2 separate regions of the Oryctolagus cuniculus genome follow, and region 1 is linked to region 2. The links are chromatin contacts, called in public Hi-C maps. All regions are on one chromosome and are shown on one strand. Each heading gives the region's core, a stretch centred on a gene start, on an enhancer-like site or on the middle of the called end of the contact. The rest is flanking DNA. Distances are from core to core; before and after follow the strand shown.

What was found. A called contact is a pair of places that touch in the nucleus more often than the background predicts.
Region 1: a contact with region 2 is called in a Hi-C map of an unstated tissue, with 3 times the contacts expected there. The contact joins two enhancer-like sites. A contact is called at or near these places in 3 of 6 Hi-C or Micro-C datasets (ear pinna, psoas muscle and an unstated tissue).

The regions. Positions count from the first base shown.
Region 1 is chr1:46,302,106-46,309,511 of mOryCun1.1, reverse strand. No RefSeq gene overlaps it. Among named protein-coding and RNA genes, the nearest start is that of DBX1, 23 kb to the right of the region's middle. Within about 2 kb of position 4,116, at least 1 of the 8 cell types and tissues checked has an H3K27ac peak or open chromatin away from gene starts, as enhancers often do.
Region 2 is chr1:45,799,655-45,807,222 of mOryCun1.1, reverse strand. SLC6A5 (solute carrier family 6 member 5) reads left to right here. Exons shown (of 15, transcript XM_051825012.2): 5 at 3,058-3,199; 6 at 5,150-5,282. Among named protein-coding and RNA genes, the nearest start is that of SLC6A5, 47 kb to the left of the region's middle. Within about 2 kb of position 5,717, at least 1 of the 8 cell types and tissues checked has an H3K27ac peak or open chromatin away from gene starts, as enhancers often do.

The DNA of each region.
Region 1 (7,406 bases), core at 2,867-5,366, 500 kb before region 2:
AACCGTGAGACAGTACATTCCTCTCTCTCTCTGTCTCTGTCTCTCTCTCTCTCTGTCTCCCCCCCTCTCCCCAGTAGACTGGATTAAAAACAAACTAAGACATGCTCCTCGTGCGAGAAGGCACGGTATTTTCCCCTCTACCCCTTGCTTTAAGGATGCAGCTGCATTCCCTATAAAGGGAGTAGGAAAAGGAGTTCGAGTATTCAAGTATCAGGTGTCTTCTGAGACCAAGTGATTTGCTTTCTTGGGTTCCCATGACGGCGTAACACACATGTGAGGCTGATACTGTCCTCTTCTACAGAGTAACAGGCAGATGGCCTGGGGCAAGGACTCACTCCAGGGACAGAGGATTGGAACCCAGGGCCTGGGAGACTCCAAAGCCTGGAGCCTTGCTCCTACATGCACCACACCTCCACCAGTAGCTGCCACCTGAGTGCGCACTTCATGACCTCTCTGCTAACTCCTTGGCCCTGCAAGTGAGGCTCTGAGCAGGGGAGGGAATTGTCCCAGAGCCCCCTGAGCCCATGGCGCAGCCAGATCAAGAAGTTAGCTTCCTGGGACAGGTGTTGGGTACAGCAGTTAGATCTCCTTTTGAGATGTCCACATCGCATATCAGAGTGCCTGGTTCAAGTCCTGGTTACTCCACACTTCTGACCCAGCTTCCTGGTCATAGGCATCCTGGGAGACAGTGGTGATGCCTGAAGTATCTGGGCTCCTGCCACCCACATGGGAAGACCTGAATGGAGTTCCAGGCTCCTGGCTTCAGTCTGCCCCAGCACCGACTTTTGAGGTCATTTCGGGAGTGAACCAGTGGATGGCGGGCCTCTTCATCTGTCTCTCAGATAAAATGAGCATAAAGAAATAGAAATTAAGGTTAAAAAAAAATCTGGAACCCAGCTTGCTTTCCCAGGCAGCTGGGGAAGCAGGTAGGTGCACAGGCTGCACAGTGAAGTCAGGACTCTGCTGTTTGCACTCTGTGACCCTGGCCAAGCAGCCTTCCTCTCTCTGAGCCTCAACTCACTCATCTAGGAAATGGGCATGAACATATCTCCTGCAGTCGGTGCTGTGGACGTCCTAGTCCACATCCCCTGTCCGCTCTTCCTTCCTAACTGAGCCGCAGGATCGTGCAGGTATCTGTCCCTCCCCCACGGGTCAAGCGACTCAAGAAGGACAGCCCTGCCCCCAGACCCAGGGTGGCGCTGATGGTTCCCTGAGCCACACAGTCCGTTTCCTAGGGGTTGAGTGGTGAGCGGGCCTCTGGGGTGACTCAAGGGAGAGTCTCTGGGGACACTTCTAGAAAGTTTCTTCTCTCTTAACAGAGGTCCCGACGTCTGCCTCTGAACATTGTCACATCTGAAAGTGACCCTGGACCTCATGTTGTCATCCTGTGGAGAGAAGCAGCTCCCATGGGGGTCCTTGCTGGTAGTGCTGAGCCTCTGACGTGTGCCAAGCGGGAGCCCACTGCCCCTCCGGACTTGCAGTTGGGGAGACGAGACACAGGGTCAGCTGCGCTGAGTGCCTGTCTCGCCATCGGGCACGTGCCTGGCAGCTCCACCACAGAAGGAAGACACCACCCATCCGCTGATCGCATGGTGCGTGGGATCCCAGAGGCAACTTCTGTCCGTCTCCTGTGGCCCCCACAGAGCACACAACCAGGGGGTTGCAGCAGTCTGGGGGGCTGGCTGAGGCCCTGCGCCCCAGAGCCAGCCTGCCTGGGGTTTAACCCCCAGCTCTACCACTCACTTAGATCCGTGGCATTGAACACTTCAGCCCCTCAGCCTCCCTGTCTTTAAAATGAAGATGACAATAATTGGGCCTGTCTCACAGAGGCACCACGAGGGCTGGATGCATGAAGATGCGTGAGGCCCTGGGAACAGCACGTGGCACGGTGTCAGCTCCCGATAGGCAGTAGTTGTGATCATCGGTTATCCCGTTTATAAAAAGGTACCCAAACAGTGCCCGATCGGAACTTATTTCTGGCCACTTGCCTGATGCAAACCAGTGCCGTTATTGTGGTGGGGCCGTCGCTGGGATGCCTGGGTTTGCCACATGACATTTAGGGCTTCATTGCCATCTCTGGCCTTGGGATGCTAAGGTGTCAAAGGCCGTGCCCCGTGAGAATGCCCTCAGCTGCCTCAATGGGTCTGCTCTGTGTCCTGATGACAGCCCTGGGCCTGCCCTTGTGCCACGATGGTGGAGCAGCTCGGCTGATGTCTTTGGCTACAGTGGCTGCCTCTGGGTTTCTTGGCTCTGCTCACAAAGCCGCCCAGTTGGCAGCCTGCCTTCTCCTCCAGTCTGAGAGATGCCGAGGTTTTGGGTCTGGGGTGAGGGGCAGCCTGTTTCATGCTCTGCTTCTCCAGTGGAAATTCATGATCATTTCTTTGCAGCAGGAGTCTCTAATTTTCATCCTCACCAGGTCCTGCAGGATATGTGGGGGACCCCGGTTTTGATTTACACACCTGAGTCTTGTGCCCATTCATTGAGCTAGGTGCCGGGGTGGGGTGGTAGGTAATCAGCCACACCCAGGTCGCAGAGACCATGCGAGGGGAAAGCTGGCTGATTGCAAAGGGAAATTGAAGAGTTGTCACCAGAAGGAAAGAAGTGTTGCTACAGAGGCAAAATTGAGCATCCATGGATGCGGAAATTCTATGTATTTGGGGAAACCCCAAGTGTGCAGCCCGAGGTCTCCCTTACAGGAGCGCATCGCACCCAGTACTGGTAATACTCAGCCTGGGTTAGCCAGCTCACATGCGCCCCCTCCTCCAACCCTCACAGTGAGCCTGCGACAGTACTGCCCTCGCTCCACAGAGGAAAACCTCAGGCAAGCATTTCTTCATCCTGTAGCATGAGACCCCGCTAGGTAGTGTCCCCTTATTCCCACCAGGGCTGGGGAGATCCTCCGAATTTCTCAGCAATCCCGAGCTCCCCCATCCCCTTCTGCTGTGGCCTGGGTCCCCGTGTCTCATCCACGCAGACTGTGAGCAGGAGGCCTGGCTAATTCCACCGTACAGTGCTGGTGCCTCAAGCAGAACCTGGATCCTATCATAAATGCAATAAGGACAGAGAATAAAGAGAAAAATGGAAGGATGCTGAGTCATTGAAAGGACTTGGCCTCTGGCAGAAAAGGGAGTGTCGATGAGGCGAGCTGGGAGGAAGCCGGGTTCCAGGCAGCTCAGAGGTAAACTCTGGAGGGTGTTCTTGACATAGAGTCCTATCAGCATGAATGAAAGATGGCTTAGAAGTAACACCAAGGGAAACACCTTGCTATAGCAACTCGATAATCCAATCTTATGTATTTATTGCATGTATCATGCACTTTGCTTTGTGGGTGTGTTGATGATTGTGTATCGGGTTAGGTGCCCCCCCCCAAGGGGCCAGGTGTCAAAGGCATGGTCCCCAGGGTGGCACTGTTGGCAGAACCTTCAGGAAGAGGGACTTGGTGAGAGGTCAAGGGAGGCATGCCTTGGGAAAGAAGTTGCCAAGGGACCACCTGAGTTCTCGCAAATGGGTTGTTGTAAGGGCCTGAGTCGGGGCCCACTCACTCCCTGTTTCCTGGCTGACTGGAGGATCCTCCCTCTGCGTGCATTCTGCTCTCTATGGAGTCAGAGCTTGCACTTGGGATTGAACTTTTTTTTTTTTTTTTTGACAGGCAGAGTGGACAGTGAGAGAGAGAGACAGAGAGAAAGGTCTTCTTTTGCTGTTGGTTCACCCTCCAATGGCCGCCGCGGCCAGCGCGCTGCGGCTGGCGCACCGCGCTGATCCGATGGCAGGAGCCAGGAGCCAGGTGCTTTTCCTGGTCTCCCATGGGGTGCAAGGCCCAAGCACCTGGGCCATCCTCCACTGCACTCCCTGGCCACAGCAGAGAGCTGGCCTGGAAGAGGGGCAACCGGGACAGAACCCGGCGCCCCAACCGGGACTAGAACCCGGTGTGCCGGCGCCGCTAGGCGGAGGATTAGCCTAGTGAGCCACAGCACCGGCCGATTGAACTTCACACCCCCAAAGCTGGGAGCTTAACAAGCTTCTCCTTCATAAGCAGCTGGCCGCAGGGAGTTAGCTGCAGTAATGAGAAGCTGACTAATGGGTGGTGCTGATACTGACGTAGCAATTCTGATACCACTTTGTGGATAATTAGGTGAGAGCAAATACACTGTCTGAGGGAACAGAAATTCTCTTGCACTGTGCATAAAGGTGGAGATTGTCTGTATGATCCGTGTGTGTGTGTGTGTGTGTGTGTGTGTATGATTCATCATCACCATGACGCCTTTTAAAAAAAGATTGATTTGATTTGAAAGGCAGAGTTATAGAGGAGGGAAAAACATGATTTTCCTCCTGCTGGTTCATTCCCCACATGACCACAACGGTCAGGGCTGGGCTAGACTGAAGCCAAGAGCCAGGAACTTCTTCCGGGTTTCTCACGTGGGTGTTAGCGGCCATCTTTGGCTGCCTTCCAGGAGCATTAGCTGGGAGCTGAAGCAAAAGTGGAGATCTGGGACTTGAAACAGCACCCTTATGGGTGCCAGGCATCACAGGCAGAGGCTTAACCCACTACGCCACAAACCTGTCCCCCATTACTCCTGATGCACAATCATTTCAGATTTAGCCAGTGGGAGCCTCTTCAAGCTGGCTCCTTGTCCTTCGGTGTGGAAGCGGACATTCTGTATATTTGGGGAAACCCTAAGTGGTGCAGCCTGATGTCTCCCTCACAGGAGCGCATCACACATGGTACTGGTCATACTCAGCCTGGGTTAGCCAGGCACATGTGTCATCTCCTCTAACCCTCACATGTGTAAGTGTGATGTGAATATGTTAGCTAGAGCCCATCTCATAGGGAAGTTATGAGGAATAACTTAGGAAGTAAACATACTACTTGTAGACTAATACCCCGTATGCACACACGATGCTTTACCTAAATGATGTTACTGTGTCTCCCTGTAACTTGGCCCTGAGCCAGAGATCTCAGCCCTCACCTCCAGACTGGAGTCTACAGCCTTGAGCCCATCTTGCCTCTGCTTTTTTAAAGATTTATTTACTTATTTGAAAGTCAGAGTTGCAGAGAAAGAGGGAGAGAAAGGGATCTCCATATACTAGTTCACTCCTCAGATGGCCACAACGGCCGGGGCTGGGCCAGACCAAAGCCGGGGGCCGGGAGTTTCATCCAGGTCTCCCATGTGGATGGCAGAGACCCAAACAGTGGGGCCATCCTCCATTGCTTTCTGAAACCATTAGCGGGGAGCTGGATTGGAAGTGGAGAAGCCAGGGCTTAACCAGTGCCCATATGGGATGCCAGCAACGTAGGCAGCCGCTGCACCTGCTAGATCCCAAGGCTGGCTCCTCCTCCAACTGTCTTTACCAAGATCCACTTTTTCTTTCTCTCCATGTCCCTCAAGTACCTTCTTGCTCCTTGCTTCCCTTCAGTGCTTTTCCTGGAGTCTGTCCTCAGGTCTGTGTCTCAGAGAGCTTCCCCACCCAGGTCACTCCAGCCCACATCTTTTCCTTAAGCTCCAAATTCTGTGCTGCTGTAGCCTTGTCCTGTCTTCCTGTCTGATGACTCGTCTGTGTGGCTGCCTTGTCTCAGTACACAGACTGTCAGCCATGGCACGGGGTGTAGCGGATGGGAGTACCCCAGACCTTTATCTGTGGTCCTCAAACACACACACACACACACACACACACACACACACACCAGTGTACATAGCCAGTGCTCATCAGAACCCGCTAGATATCTAACTACACTGGCACTTGTTCATTTGTAATGCCAGAGCAGCCGACTGGAACCACAGAGTGGGAGAAAGCTGTGCATTGAGGAAAGCGGAGGAAGATTGAGACTGCCTGAGACACTGGTGATCTTGGAGCCATCCCAACCTTGTCCTCCTACACAGGAGAGAAATGTGCATACATTGTAACACTCTTGCTGCCTGCAACTTTCCCTCACCTGCACCTAGAATTTGCCTCACTACCTTAGACTATGTAGCCTATAGGATCTTTGTTCACAAGTGTGCTTTTCCTTTCCATCAATACATGCATGTAGAAGTCTGCAGGTGGCTTTTTATACTGAACAACATGTTCCTCCATCTCGACCATCTCCCGTGTTTAATTCATTCTGGCAGTCTCTGTTCTTCTACTTGGAGAGTCTCAACCTCTCTTCACTTTTGCCATCACACCCCTAATCCAAGCTGCCACGGTTTCTATCTGGTGCCATCTGTGCGTTCTGCTTCCACTCTTACCTGCCGAGACGACTGATTCTTCATTCTTCAATTCAACCTTCACATAGTGTTCAGGGTAAGTCTTCAAAAACACACATCAAGTCCCGTCAACCCATGCTTGAAACCCTTCAATACTCTCCTATTCTACTCAGAATGAAATTTAAGTCCTTTGTGATCTTACTGATATGGGGTAAGACAGGTAGCTGTCTTAGGGCCAGGAGCTGGAAGCCATACTTCTCTTGGCATAGGCAATCCTATCCACTCACCCGTCAGGCAAAGGACTCCTTCCCCAGGATATACCTCCCCTCAGCTGGGACCTGGGGCGGTACCATGTAACCACTCCACTTTTCAACTGAGAGAAGTTTCAAGCTGAGAGGGGTTCTCTCTTACTTTGGACTCCAAGGAAGAAGGGTACTGAAGCATCTCGCTCTCCCCTCAATCTGTCCCTTCCTAGCCCACTCTGTTCCTGAGCAATGCCTGTGTGTGTGTGTGTATAGTGTATGTGTGTGATTTCCTCACCTTTTAAATAAACCTTACCACTTTCATGTTGTATTTCTGCCTATACTTAGAATGCTTCTGAGAGTCAGAGGCAAGATCCTGGAGTAGGGATCTTTAGACCCTACGTAGCCCACAACCTTACAAAGCTCTGAGAGATGCAATCTTGGCCCCCACTGTGGCCCAGGCTCTCCCTCTCTTTAACCACACAGAGTTTCTAGTTCCCTGTTCACAAATTCTACCTTGTTCCCTTTGTGGACTGTAACAAGCAGTGGGGACACACTCTGCACAATACAAGTCCCAGTGCCACCTTCCCTGTCTGCTAAAATGTCACCCCCCTAAAGAGACCTCTGTGCCCTATTACCCTTACAGTGGTCTCACAATTTGAAATTATGTATGTGTCTGTTCATTTACTTGATCATTCCCTTCTTCTCCCATGGGATTGTACCCTGAGAGCAAGGACCCATTTTATTTATTGATTGATAGATTTGAGAGGCAGAGTGACACACAGAAAGAGAGCTAGGTCTTCCACCCACAGGTTCACTCCCCAAATGGCCACAAAAGCCAGGGCTGGTCCAGGTTGAAGCCAGCATCTGGGAATTCCTCCTGGACCTCCCACGTGGGTGGCAGGAGCTCAAGTACTTAAGCCATCATCCACTGCTCCTGAGTTGCATTATCAGGAAACTGGATCAGAAGTGGAGTGGCCAG
Region 2 (7,568 bases), core at 4,468-6,967:
ATTGCCTGAGTAAAGAGAATCCCATTCCAACAGCTTCCAATTTAGCGCGATCATTATCGCTGTTCTTTGTTCGGGGTTGCTGGGCCGCGGAGCTCTCCGATGAGACGGCCCATTATTCCTTCGCGTGCAGACCCACGGGCTGCGGCGCTGAGAAGCGTGCTCCTGCCGCCCAGTGGTGGGAAGCGATATGGCAGGAGGCCGGAGGCTGCCTGCAGCGAGAGCCTGGAGAACCCGTGAGCCCTGCTGCATTGCCGCAGGAACCATGACCTTGTGCGGCTGCGGCGGGCAGCGATCCACAGACATCGCAAGACGCTCTCTAGGGAAGCTGCCTGCCTGCTTCCCAGTGGCGGCGGTTTTGGAAACCAAGGATTTGGCACTTGCCCGCGTGCTGGTGATCTCTCCAGTCTTAGGGAATGGAGGCACTGTTTTGGCAGCAGGCGGAGAAATACCTTCTGCGCTTACTTACGGAATTAAAAAGGGATCTGGGTGATGCCTTAGTTGCTTTCGTTCAGGTTGCTGCTGCGGGAGAGAACAGCTTGCCCTGTAAATCTCTCAGAGTTAGTACATGAGAACCGTTCTGAACCTCTGTTATGTGACCGAAGAAGATAATACTGAGTGGGGGCCGGCGCCGCGGCTCAATAGGCTAATCCTCCACTTAGCGGCGCTGGCACACTGGGTTCTAGTCCCCGTCGGGGCGTCGGATTCTGTCCCGGTTGCCCCCCTCCCAGGCCAGCTCTCTGCTATGGCCAGGGAGTGCAGTGGAGGATGGCCCAAGTGCTTGGGCCCTGCACCCTCATGGGAGACCAGGAGAAGCACCTGGCTCCTGCCATCGGATCAGCGCGGTGCGCCGGCCGCAGCGCGCCAGCCGTGGCGGCCATTGGAGGGTGAATCAATGGCAAAAGGAAGACCTTTCTCTGTCTCTCTCTCTCTCTCTCTCACTATCCACTCTGCCTGTCAATAATAATAATACTGAGTGGGAAGATCCTTCAAGGACTAAGACGTTTTCACGCAGGGCAGCTCCATGGGGCCGTGTTTTTAGTTGTAGCTAGGAATGGGGTGGGTGCTCCTGGCACTCTGCGTGGAGGCCAGAGATGCCACTGGGCATCCTGCAATACACAGGACAGCCTCCCCCCACAGAGAATTAGCTGACCTCAAACATCATTAGCACAACTGTTGGAAAGCCCCGGTCTAAAGAACTCATCAGAGGGAAGGGGCTCTTTCCATGGTTGTTTTAATCTTTGCTCCATATTCTAGGGACGTGTGGGAGGCAGCAGGGAATTTATGGCAGGCAAGTGGGCTGTAGGAGATAATGCTGAGGACTGGGAAACTCAACCCATGAAAAGGCACAAAGACGAGGATTGGGTAATGGCTAAGACTGGAGGGCCGGGCATGGTGTGACATTTTCTGATTTATGACCTCATTTAATTTGGTCCTTGGAGTGACCCTGTGCACTAGATAATGCTATTGCCAGAAGATGGGGGCTTGGGCAGATCCAAGCTCTCAGGGCCAGGGGGGACTCCCGAGCCTGTCCTCTTGCCCACTTTGCCTTCCACGGAGGGCATCAGTTGGAAGTCCATGCGCAGCATCTATGCTGCATTTGTTTTTCTGTTGTTGTCCACAGTATTTAAAAACAGCTTGAGCCTATTTCTAGTTCTTTAAAATGGAAGGGTCTCATGTAAATATCCAGATTTTCTGCATCTTTTGCCAGGACATCTGGGAAAGTATGGCTCTGACTGACAGGTACTCCCTGGTTGGCCACGGTTTCCACTTCTCCCAGTTATTCCCCACTGTCTGCCTTCTTCATTGTGTCACCAGTCAGGCCCTGTGAGTGCTTGTGTTCATGTTCCCTGCTCTCTGTTTCACCATGGAGTGGTTAAGAGCATGGACTCCCAAGAGACAATGCCCATTTGCCTCCTGGCTTGATGCATGACCTTGGCAAGCAACTGCTCCTCTCCATGTGCCCTATTCTTTACCTGTAACCTAGAGTGACCAACAGAGCCTGTCTCATGGAGGGGTGAGAGAACTGTATGTAAGTCAGTGCATATAAAGCTTTTATTACAGAACTTGAGACATGGGAAAGGCCATATACATGTTCTGTTGATAGTTTTACTCTTTGCTTCTTTACAAAATTATGTCCTTTGGGATTGGTTCCAGTGGATTCTTTGTTTACAATATCTGTCAATTTATCTGTATTGATAAAGCATTAAGGAGGCTTTGTAATATGTTAGAAAGACTGCAGATTCACCCTATTTAGAATGAAAACAGCATGGGTCATATGAGGATTTCATGAGGTTACCTAAGCACAGTGCCTGACAAACTAAGACCCACATGGTTAAGTCCCTCCCTATCCTGCCCTAGACCAGGCCTTCTCAACCTCAGCACAGTTGACATTTTGGACTGGATAACTCTTTGTTGTAAGGGGTTGGCCTGTGCATTGTAGGATATTTAGCAGCACTCCTTGCTTTTACCCATTCGATGCCAGTGGCACCCAGATGTGACAACTACAAATGTCTCTCCAGCCATTGCCAAATGCCTCCTGGGGAGACAGTTTGTCTCTAGTTGAGAATCCTTGTGTTAAATCTTGGTGCCCACCCACTGGTGGTTGGTATGGCCACTGCTAAGCCATGTGAGAGGGGAAAGCACATGCATAGGTATCTTGGAGCTCTTACATGTGTGCATCAGCCGTGTGCCAGGCTGACTCAGGGCGCAGGGCAGACTCAGGAGTGTTTGTAAGCTTTCTCTGGCAGTAGCCCATCAACAGGTTTGTGTATCTCTGATGCATTCAGCCCTGCCATTCACTTGTTTTCTGTAACGTCATAAAGATTTGGGTTTGAAGCCTGATTATGTTCATCGGTCGTGTGACTTCAATAGAGTTATCTAACTTCTTTAAGCCTCTTTCCACATCGCAGAATGTGCTTAGTTCATTCTTTTTCCAAGTTACTGGTCAATCTTTGGCAAGTGATTTTGGCTTTTCTTTTTAAACTGCCAGAGAGGGAGACTTGTGTATGTTTTCTGTTCAGAGTTCACTACGTTTCTGTTCTGTCCTCACTTCAACAGATTCCTGTGTTATCAGTGACCACCCCAAAATACAGATCAAGAACTCGACATTCTGCATGACTGCCTACCCCAACCTGACAATGGTTAACTTCACCAGCCAGGCCAACAAGACTTTCGTCAGTGGCAGTGAAGAATATTTCAAGTAAGAGGGCTTGAGCATTCTAAGGGAAACTCAGGGAATTCACCAACACCCCGTGGGCAGAGCGGAGGTCTGGGTGGGTGCCTGGAGGGGGGTACCTCCCACCCCTCCCTCCCCATCCTCCTCCTGCTTGAGTGATCATGGAGGAGGCTTGTTCTCTGAAATTTCCTCCAGGAGCCTGTGGGCCTGGAGAGGAGGGTTGGCTGAATGATGGCCAGTGGAACAGAATCAGGACCAGCGTAGGACATGATGGCGAAGAAAAATGTTTCAAAGCCTTGGCCTAGTGGGATCCAAGCAGGCCTTCAGTTCACCAAATCCTTTTTCCCATCTTTATTTGACTTTCAGAGACTGTCTGTCTGCTTCTATCTCTCTGCTTCTCAAATAAATAGAGAAAAGAAAAAAAAAAAACCGTGGTTAACGTTTTAGTTTAGAACTATTTTCATTTTACAGCTTCACTTTAGTTTTGTACTTTCCATGTTTATGTGTCTGTACCTTCAAGATGGAAGTATAAGGATAATGGGGCATCCTCAGTTCCTATAGGAAGATTTAGTGATGTTCATGAAGTTATTTCTGAAGAAAGGTCAGTGCACACAGAGTTCAAGGGAGGGTGTGTGAAGAACAGCTCTAGCCTGGCTTTAAGTCAGGGGCTGTAGACTCAGGTTCACTTAGGGCCTTCAGTGGGGTGAGTCTAAACCAGTGATGCGATAGAGAATGGTGGGGACTGTGGCAAACTCAAGAGCTTCCTGCTGTGTGTAAGGGAGGCTGGCGATGCTCGGCTCTGGCTGGTGACTGCCTTGCGGGAATAGGGGGCAGTGTGGAGAGCTTCCATCCCACAAGGGGTGTTGAACATAATGACAGGAGTTTTAAATGTGATCTCTCCCATTGTAAATGTCAGCAAAATAATTCAAATAAAACACTGGTGCCAAAAAAATGCACCTGTCAGTGGCCTCCCAGCTTATAGCCTGTCCCCAGGATTGGGTGACATCTGGCCCAGGGGCCATATAAGGCCTACAAAATCATTTGGTCTGGCAGGCCCAGGCAACCACAGGTGGGATTCTAAATGCAATTAACCTATAGCAGGATAAGTTTTTCTTTAAAGATTTATTTTATTTATTTGAAAGATGGAGTTACAGAGGCAGAGAGAGAGAGAGAGAGAGAGGTCTTCCATCTGCTGGTTCGCTCCCCAAATGGCCACAGTGGCTGGAGCTGAGCTGATCCGAAGCAGCTAGGTTGGTGCTGAGTTCAAGGGATTGTTTGCCTCTCACCATTTATTTGCCTGCAAGGGAGAGGAGATGGGGGTGGTCAGTTAGGCTGTGGCTTTGTCCTTTAGAAGAAGGGGTTGCCGGTGACCACCGCCCCCTTTGCTTGCAGCTATGTCTCTGTCTTTGGATGCATTCCTTGAATAAAATCTAGCCAGCCCCATTTTCACCTTGTAGTGAGCTGCTGCTCCAGGACATACTCAGTGCAACTGGAACTGAAATGCAGGGCAGCATTCTAGGTCTCCTAGCAGAAGCAGTTTCTGCTGTGTACTAATTTGCTAAGTGTAGAATTAGGCAGACCCGATCAGAATGCATCCTCACGAAAGACTCAGACCCTGGAAAGCACACAGACATCATCCTGCCGCTTTAGGATTCTGTGGCCCTTCTTAGGGGGCAGCTCCAGGCAGGGGTGGAGCCTTGCCTGGAACCCTGTGCAGGGCTGTGAGTGGCCCCCAGCACATCATTAAGAGCAGAGTAGATCCAGCTGGTGTCTCTGAAGACAGCTGTTGTGGAGAGTGCAGATCGCACATTGCTAGCAACCTCATCTGAGTAGGTCCCTGATGGCGTGGGGAGGGGATGGTTTGTTCAAGGCTCCTGGCTCTGCTGGGAGATGAAGCCTGCAGAGTGACACCTGTCTGTCTGTCTCCTTCCTTGTTTTCCTCCCCTCTCCCTCCCTCTCTTTCCACGTTCTTAGGTACTTTGTGCTGAAGATTTCTGCAGGCATTGAATACCCTGGCGAGATCAGGTGGCCACTAGCCTTCTGCTTGTTCCTGGCGTGGGTCATTGTGTACGCGTCCCTGGCTAAAGGAATCAAGACTTCGGGAAAAGTAAGCACTTGGAAGAGGAAGCTCTGGGACACGCGGCTAAATCGTGGAGCAGGCAAAAAGAGCACCTGGAAGAGAGCCAGGGGCCGTGGGTGCTAATTCCGATCTGCTCCCCGTAGCTGTGGAGCCGTGAGCGAGTGCCTTTAGTCTTATCTGTAAAATGGGGATAAGCATGCCTTCCCTACAGGGCTGTTTTAAGGACTGAGTGACGCAAATGTAAGCAGAGCTCCTGAGATGTGGTGGGAGTGCTGTTCTGGGGTCACTTTCTCTCTTTTCCTCCCAGAGGCTTGCTGACTTTTGCCTCCTGTTCTGGCTACCAGGTCAGTTCTGGCTTCTGCTATGGAGCTGGATAAGGATCAAAAGTTTGAAGTGGATTTCTTCTCACTCCTGATTATGATGTTCTTGGCCATCTGTGGCCCTCTTCCAGCCCCCAGTCCAACATTCTTCCATCCCAGGAACTCCTGGCACTAAAGGAAGCCGGCTCCTGCCAGTGAGACTTTGGCTGAGAGCATACTTGGCTCCTCTTGCGGAGCCATCATTCAGCTGGGCCCTGTGGGGACGATGGGACTCCCTCTCCATGCCCAGATCCAAGCCTCAGAAAGCAAGGGGTCCAGGAAGTGTCACGCCACACTGGGCATGGTTGAAAGGGTCTTGCTGACTTGTCCCTGTCTCCTGCTGCCTTAGGGAAAAACCCACTGAAGAGCTAACCAAACACTGTGATGATGACCTAGGCTATGTCATCATGGCAACAGGCATTTTGCATGTTTCAGGGTAAAAATTAGGAAGAGGATGTAATGGTGGACTCTGAGGCCGTAGGCTATGGAGTTGAGGTCTGGTCCAGGTGTTCCAGCCAGGGCTTCCTGGGGGTTACATTGCTACCACCCAACTTCAGAAGGATCTGGTCCCCTGAGGAGGCTTATCTGTGTACCTCCCATCCCGGCGTGCTGCCCATCCCCCACAAGGCACCCAAATCTGGCACCCGTTAGCCACAGAGACCAATCTGTTTTCTCTGCGGGCACCTGGGGGTGCTCATGGATGCCTTTCGGTTGCAGCTATTTCTGTCTATCCATGTCATCTGATGCCACCGGGACTTGGATGGTGGCCTCTGCAGAGCTGTCAGGATTAGTACGCACCTTAAGTCATACCATGTGAGCAGGAGCAGCCATATAGAGAGAGCCAGACTGGGAGCTGGGACACCTGGATTCTTGACTGAGGGGACCTGTCACGGGGTTTGCGGTAGAAGGACATCCATCTCTACTTGGGCCATGGAATTTGGCCGAGCATCTGGTTTTCTCTTAGCTTTTACTTGTTTTTGGGTGATAAATGAACAGTCGATTTTCTTCTCTTAGCTATTTCGGGAGTCCTCAGCTCCTGCACTTCTAAAGGGAGGGCGGCTGTATCGTATTGAGGCCGTCAGCTTCCAGCTTTATTCTGTTGGAGCACTCGCTGGGAGAGCTGGGGGTTTGCTTTCACTCTCTGATCCAAGTTTCCCCTTCTCTAAAATGAAAGCTGGGTTTAAGTGACCCCCCCCAACAATTTTGCTGGCTCAGAATGAGTACTGTGAGACTGCAATGATTGCTTTTCTTATTTTTTTAGATTTTATTTATTATTTGAAAAGCAGGCACACACACACACACACACAGATATCTTTCACCTGCTGGTTCATTCCACCAAGTGTCCACAACAGTGAGGGCCCGCCCAGGATGAAATCAGGAGCCTGGAGCTCTGGACTTCCCATGTGGGTGGCAGGGATCCAAGTTCTTGAGTCATTACCTGGTATCTCAGAATGTGCATTGGAAGAGGCTGGAGCATAAATGGAGGAGGGCCTCAAACCCAGACTCTTCAATATGGGATGCAGGTGTCCTAAGCAGTATCTTAAGCACTGCGCCAAATGCTTGCTCCTGGATCAACTGTTTCTCTAGGTTCATAGGGAGATAGGAAACTGTTAATGTGACTTACGTTGATGGCTAGTGTGGCCTGAGGTTTTCTGGAGTTCCTGCCTTCTATGACTTGGAACTCATTCTGGATGGACATTGCATTGTCTTCATGAGGCCCAGCTAAGTCATTGCTTAGCAAGATGAGTTAGGTGTTTGCTCAGCTAAATCTCACTGGCAGGACTGTTCCCTATGGCTAGGGTTGGAGAAGAGGTGACTTCAACTGTGATCTGGTGGACAGGCTAGGGGGTGTGACAGGCAGGGGAAGAGGCAAGCATGGAGGGTGAGAATGCAGCCTTGTTGATGACAAAGGAAGAATGCCCTGGTGGTTTCAGAGTTGGACCGATCTGAGCTT